Linked DNA regions of Mus musculus: region 2 is linked to region 1. Evidence: chromatin contacts called from public Hi-C data. All regions are on one chromosome and are shown on one strand. The core of a region is the stretch at or near the end of the contact, and the rest is flanking DNA. Distances in the headings are between cores, read along the strand shown.

Region 1 (3,186 bases), core at 567-3,066:
GTCCTCCAAAACGCATCTTTCTGGGTTCTCATTTGGGTGTTTAACAAAGACTGAGTTTTGAGGTCAAGACTCTTCTGGGAACCATGCTTTCTATCATACAAACACTCTAACCACTGTGTCCTTACTGAGAGCTCACAGAGTCTGAAGTTCCAGCTACTCATTCAAATTTAAACCTTTCCAGTTGAAAATGAGAAGCTGCCCCCTTCTCTTTAGTCCTCAAAGTTGGGCACCCGGGGATTCTCAGGGGTTCATCTGAGAAGTTCTGGGTTTGCCTGCACTAAGGATTGCTCAGGGACTGGAACTACAGGTATTACCCATTCTACACAGTAACTTGATTCTTTCCAGTCTTAAAATGAAAAATAGAATGATTTTCTTCTGTAAGACTTTCACCATAGTCTACCACCCATGAATATCTCATGCTTTAAAGGAGTCGTGGGGGCAGTGGGGGATATGAGAGCAACAAAAAGCAAATGGAAAGAAAAAAGCCAGAGAGATGGCTCAGCTTGCAAAGTGCTGCCATGGGGACACAAGTACCTGAACCGAGGTAAAGGCTGGGTGTGGCGGCACTTGCTTGTATCCTAGAGCTGGGGAGGCAGGAACAGGTGCAGACTGATTGATGATAAACAAGTCCTAGTGTGAGAACTTATCTCACAAAGAAACAAGGGGGGTGACTATGAGTAATGACACCTGGGGTTGAGCTGTGGCCTCTATGTGCATACAAGCACGTGCACACGCATGTACCTGCACACGCACACAAAGAAAGGGAGAGAGGAAAGGAAGGAGGAAGGGAGGGAATAGAAGGGAAGGAAAGGAAAGGAAAGGAAAGGAAAGGGAAAGGGAAAGGGAAAGGGAAAGGGAAAGGGAAAGGGAAAGGGAAAGGGAAAGGGAAAGGGAAAGGGAAAGGGAAAGGGAAAGGGAAAGGGAAAGGGAAAGGGAAAGGGAAAGGGAAAGGGAAAGGGAAAGGGAAGGGAAGGGAAAGGAAAGGAAAGGGAAGAGAGAGGAGGAGAGGGGAGGGGAGGGAAGAGGAGAGGAGAGGGGAGGGGAGAGGAGGGGAGGGGAGGAGAAGAGAAAAGGAGGGAGTGACAGGAGGCCTCAGGGAACCAAGAGGAAAGGAAAAACCCCAGGAAGTCACAGAAATGGGTGTAGAAAACACCAGACTTGCTTGTCAACATTCATTTTCCTCCTCTTCAAAGATCTGGTTTTGATTAGGTATATAACAATTGCCACCCCCATCCCACCCCATAGATGTGATTTTAGAACGGGCTTGGCTACTCCTGCTGCCCCCAGGGATTGGCCCTGATTGACATGGATCAGTCATTGACACTGTACTCCCTGCCAATGATGAAGCCTCAAGAACAGACCTGGGATCCATTTCTCACTACCATGACACCAGCAGAAGACCCACGGGACTTCTGCAGAGTGCGTCTCTGGACTTAAGCAAACACAGAATGAGGTGGCCCCTTTTCTGCCTCTGGCTGTTGTCACATCTGGAGGTGACTTGAATCTGCCACAGCCTTTCTCCAACCGCAAGGAAAATGAGCTTTAGCAAGGAGCCTCACTGACAGGGACAAGAATGGAGACACGGAAGGACACTGGGTTCTAAAATTAGTCAGCCTCTCCTGTGGCAATAAACAACTCCAATGTGTTAGTGGCTTAAGGCAACGCGTATTTATTTCCCTGTGTCATCTGAGGGCTGTGGGACTTCTGGCTTCTGACCATCCCAAGTGTCTTCACATTCCAGACCCAGGCTGAGTCGCAGCTGTTACTGAGAGCTGTTGTTCTCCTGGTACATGGCTGCAACCTGCCAAGGGGAGCAGAGCCAAGCCATCCCTTCAAAGTGTCTGCATGGCTGTGTCATGGCTGAGCTCTCAGGGTGACACATAATCTGGGGAATATAATGAGGCAAGCCAGAATCGATAAGGGGAGGAGTCTTTGAGGAATCAAAGGGAAGTGAGTGGGAATATCTGAATGTCATCAAACAAAAACAGGGGTCTCATTGTTTCAGGGACCCAGTGGTGGCATGGTTGAGACAGTGGTGGATGCATCCTCAGGCCCTTCTGGATGTCCCCAGCTATGACATAACATATTCCTTGATGTGTAATTCTGAGTTTTCTGTGGCCTGTTCCTTTTACAAGGAGATAATCTAACCATCCACTGCAAGCCCCAAATGTTCTCCCATTCAGAAGTGGAAGTGTAAACCTGAGACTGCCACCAGACTAGGTAAAAGAAAAATCCCATCAGACTAGATAGAAGAAAAATCCTGCCTTTGCAGGCACAGATTGCCTTTCCAAAGAGATCAGCATTTTCCTCCACAGATGTGAACAGTGAGCTAAGTCTCCTATAGTGGTGGGATAGGTCTAAGGCTGGGTGGTAAAAGGCAGTATAGGCTACAGCTTTAGTATAATGCCAGAGATGCTTTGGGGTTTATTTTCATGTCACTAAATACAAGACCTATAGGGGCTGGGGAGGTGGATCCATGGGTCAAGTGACTGGGGAGCAGCATGAAAAATTAGTTCAGATCCTCAATAACTACGTAAAACTCAGGTATGGGAATACATGTCTATAATCTGATCACAGAGAGAATCAATGGGAGGAATCTGGCCAGCACCCAGGAGAAGAGATGGAGGGTATCTGAGGCTCACTGACCAGATGAAATGCTAAGTCCCAGGTCAAGTAAGAAAACCTGTCACAAAAAAATAAGGTGAAGACTGATAACAAAGGATACTTAATATTGACTTCTGACCTCCACACATTTGCAACTCTTCGTCTCCACACGTGTGTACATATGTGAACATACAAACACACACATACATAAAAACCGCATTCACACACACACACGTGCATGCATACCTATGCACATACATACCTAGAGAATCTGAGAAAGAAAGGAAGTCAAATTGACATCATTTTCCATTATCTGTTCAATCAAATACCTCTTATAGAGAACTAAAACAAACAAACAAACAAAACCCGTGTTAGTCAGTTTTAAAATTGTTAAGTGAGAACACCTGAGATAGTCAACTTCTGAAGCGGAACAAATGCTTCGTCTCCTGCTTTCAGAGGAATAGCCCACAGTCACATGACCCAGCTGCTTTGGGCCTGTGGGAAGGCAGGACACCATGTCAGGAATCACCCGAAAGAGCAAAGCTGCCCTCTAATGACAGCCAGGAAGCAAAGAGAGAAGGA
Region 2 (3,315 bases), core at 737-3,236, 890 kb before region 1:
CAGGCTTTAAGTCTCATTAGAAAGCTGTTGGTTACCCTCGAGAAATACATACTGCTGTTGCACCCTTAGGGTTATAGTATATTGCTGGCCATTGTAGTTTATAGGTGTTATACCTGGATAGGCAAGTTAGTTGTTTTAATCCCTTGATAGTTTGAATGGAACCATCTAGTAGCATGGAGACTAGTACTGGGGAAGAGACTTAAAAGTCAGATCCAGCTCAGGACCTCTGGGTCCTGTGTTTGAAGTACATGGAGTCTTTGGCCATAAGGACTTACCTTGCATTGCTAGGATGCAACGTAGACAATAGCTTAGGTTGTGGGATGTTCAAGTAGTGCTATTCAGACTACGGGGGTGGGGAGCACTGGATATAGCACCAAGCTAGGCCTTCGAGGTTGGGAAGGCTTCAGGAATGTACAAGAAGTAGAGGGTTGGATGGATATTCCTACAGTCTTAAAGTCCAAATTTCCATTAAAGCCAGAAGTTGTTAACTAGTGCAGGAAAAAAAAATTATGACATTCTAGAAAACACAGAGGACAAACATTCATATCCCAGATTTTCTTGGGCATTTCTTTTTTCCACATATCAGATAACCAGTAATTCTGAAATCTACCACAGAGATGGAACACAATCATACTTCAGCTTCTTTTCATTCTTTCTTTTACTTAAAAAAAAACCCTTTTAACAGAATGAAAACTCTTTTAATTTTTTTATTTTACTTCTAAATAATCAATTAGAGGAGGAAATCCAGGGATTTAGAATCATGAGTGAACTGTTCTCTCACTTTGTAAATCGGCTTTGCAAAACACAGTAGATCAGAGAATTCATGATAATTATACATGGTAACTTATTAAAACTAGAATTATAGAAAATAAATGGCACCAAGCTAACAAAAGACACTGACACGTTACAAGATGCCGCTGAGCAAAAGAAAGGAAATGTTTTGTGTGCAAGTACCTGAATGTCACTTTTGGCTCTCACAAGTATGGGTTTCAATTTTCAACTTTTGTTGGGTCCCCACAAATCATGGCTCCTGCCCCAGTATTTGTTTAATAAAATTTATTATTTGTACATGAGATGAGAGTCTCTTAGAATCCACATCCCATAAGGGAGTTCCGGTAGGATAGCAGTGGCTTATTTCAGGTGGACCAGAACACCCAAAACAAATGAAAGCACGTCTAATTGGTTTGGCCAACAGGTGGCGCCATTGTGCTGGGGGGGAAAGCATGCCCTCCCTTATGGGAAGTTGTAGGCAATATTCTGGGTGTGGAGATCTCGGGGCTCAATAGACGATCGATCAATCTCCTTTTTGTCCACTTATGTAGGAGCATTAATGCAAGACGAACGACAGCACCTCCCACAGCTCTCAATTCTGTTTATTCTGTTTCCCTTTTACATGAAAGTTTGACTTTACTGGTCTTATTTCTAACCCATGTTTTGTGAATCGTGGTTCAAATTACGGTTGCTACTAATATAATGCATTTCTTCTTTCTGTGTTAAAGAGAGACCAGAGCGTCTTTATTATCATTTCTGTTTTGGCAATGCTAGACAAGCGATGGTTGACTGAAATGTCATAGACTTTGGGGAGAAATAGAAATTATGCAAAAGCATAACGCAGTGACTTTTATTCTTTGCGGTTAGTGGTCTATTTTATTGCTTCGTCCCGAAATAAAAGCCGTCCAATTAAAAATATAATTACTTTTCTGGTAGTGTGTTTAAAACGAAAGATCTGACAGGATGGTATTTAAATATGCATCCTAGCTTTTGTAGCAGACGATGAAACCAAAGACTGCTTCTCTCTGTTCATTAAAAATTCACCCTTTTTTTCCTTCAGAGCAAGTCTGTTGACTGTTATCTTCTGCCCCGTCCCTCACCCTCCCCAGGGCAGTTTAATTTCGGGATATTGCTCTTCTTTGTATTCCTCCCACGCTGTTGTGAAGTGTTGCTATGAGGCAGAGGAGCAGCTGCTATGCCTGTCCCCAGCAGTGGCTGGATTCCAACAGTGGGCACAGGCAGTTATGTAAAGATTAGCTTTCAAGGTTTCCTGGGAAACTAGTGATACTGGTCCAGTCAGATTGGACACAGAAAACGAGAAGATTAAGTTTAACTTTGGACAAACGAACTGCGAGTGGTCAGTCCTGCGGGGGTGGGGTGGGGGGGGGGTGGGGGGGGTGCGACTCTGCAAGCTCAATCCACAGTAGTCGGCTTCACCTTTATTTTGAAAGCATATAATATATTCATATTGGAGAAACATTGAAATTATCCAGGCGACAAAGATAGTCGTGTTGAAATGAAGTTTACCGCCTTATTCACTTGCCCAGGGTCGTTACCTAAAATGATTTTGTTGATTAACAAGATACTAAACTTTCCCTCACTACGCACAAAAAAGCAAAACCGAGTAGAAGCTGCAGTTGTTTGATGAATTCAACATGCAAAACACTAAGCTAGGCAAGGTCAAAGTTCACCTCGTAATTTGCTCATTCCATTTCGCTGGAGTATCGAGTAAAGTTACACTTGGTTCTGTGTCAGATTTTGAAAAAAACAGAAAAATCCATGCAGTATGTCTCATGGAAGCCCCATAGGTTAGGAAAAGAAACGAGAGACATTGAAAGCCTGATGTGGCCCGATGATCCATCCGTGGATGTCTGAAGGCCACTGGGGGACTCTTCTTTTAATTAGCACCCTCTGTGGAAAATTCTAGAATGCCTACTCTAGTAGAACAACTATTGCTAAATGCTGGAGAAAAGTCACTTGGAGTCTCAGTTTTAAAAATGCCTGTCTAGATGATACAAACAGAAACTTCTGAATGGTTGGTTGGATTGCTATATTTTGGCCAATAACTCACAGTCCAAAATGCAATTAGTTAAGACATCAGTCCAACCTGAAAGAGCTTCAGTATAAAGAAGTAGACAGACTGGTAATAAAGAAAGGAAGATCATTCTATTGCAGAAATTCACAAATATTACAAATTAGTAATTTGCTGCGGACTGACCTCAGTCGGGCTCCCCTCAATCCGTGCTCCGGAACTCGGAGTTCCAGACAGGTGGGCAATGGAGTTGGCGAGAAATGACAAACAAATACAGACCCAGAGAGAGTGTGTATCTGAATGTAATTTGTCTCAAAGTGAGCACCAGTCTTATAAGTGACTTTTTCACAAAACAGAGGAATGCATACAAAAAGCTAACATGAACCAAGTGGGATAAAAATCAATGTTAACAACTGGGATCGAAAGCAACCCCATCTAAGGTCAGCTTAATCTTAGAAGTCAGGGACAAGGGCTTCATGCCCTTGCCATAGTTCCAATTCTAGTCTATTGTA

Evidence for each region. A called contact is a pair of places that touch in the nucleus more often than the background predicts.
Region 2: a Hi-C map of myocytes shows a contact between it and region 1, with 2.8 times the contacts expected there. The contact joins two enhancer-like sites. A contact is called at or near these places in 2 of 484 Hi-C or Micro-C datasets (bone marrow-derived macrophages and myocytes) and 2 of 115 datasets of contacts at active chromatin or transcription factors (acute myeloid leukemia and embryonic basal ganglia).

What each region holds. Positions count from the first base shown.
Region 1 is chr11:110,632,126-110,635,311 of GRCm38.p6, reverse strand. No RefSeq gene overlaps it. Among named protein-coding and RNA genes, the nearest start is that of Gm46300, 82 kb to the right of the region's middle. Within about 2 kb of position 1,816, at least 12 of the 459 cell types and tissues checked have an H3K27ac peak or open chromatin away from gene starts, as enhancers often do. A contact at or near this core is called in myocytes, where this site is marked.
Region 2 is chr11:111,521,557-111,524,871 of GRCm38.p6, reverse strand. No RefSeq gene overlaps it. Among named protein-coding and RNA genes, the nearest start is that of Gm30158, 11 kb to the right of the region's middle. Within about 2 kb of position 1,986, at least 37 of the 459 cell types and tissues checked have an H3K27ac peak or open chromatin away from gene starts, as enhancers often do. A contact at or near this core is called in myocytes, where this site is marked.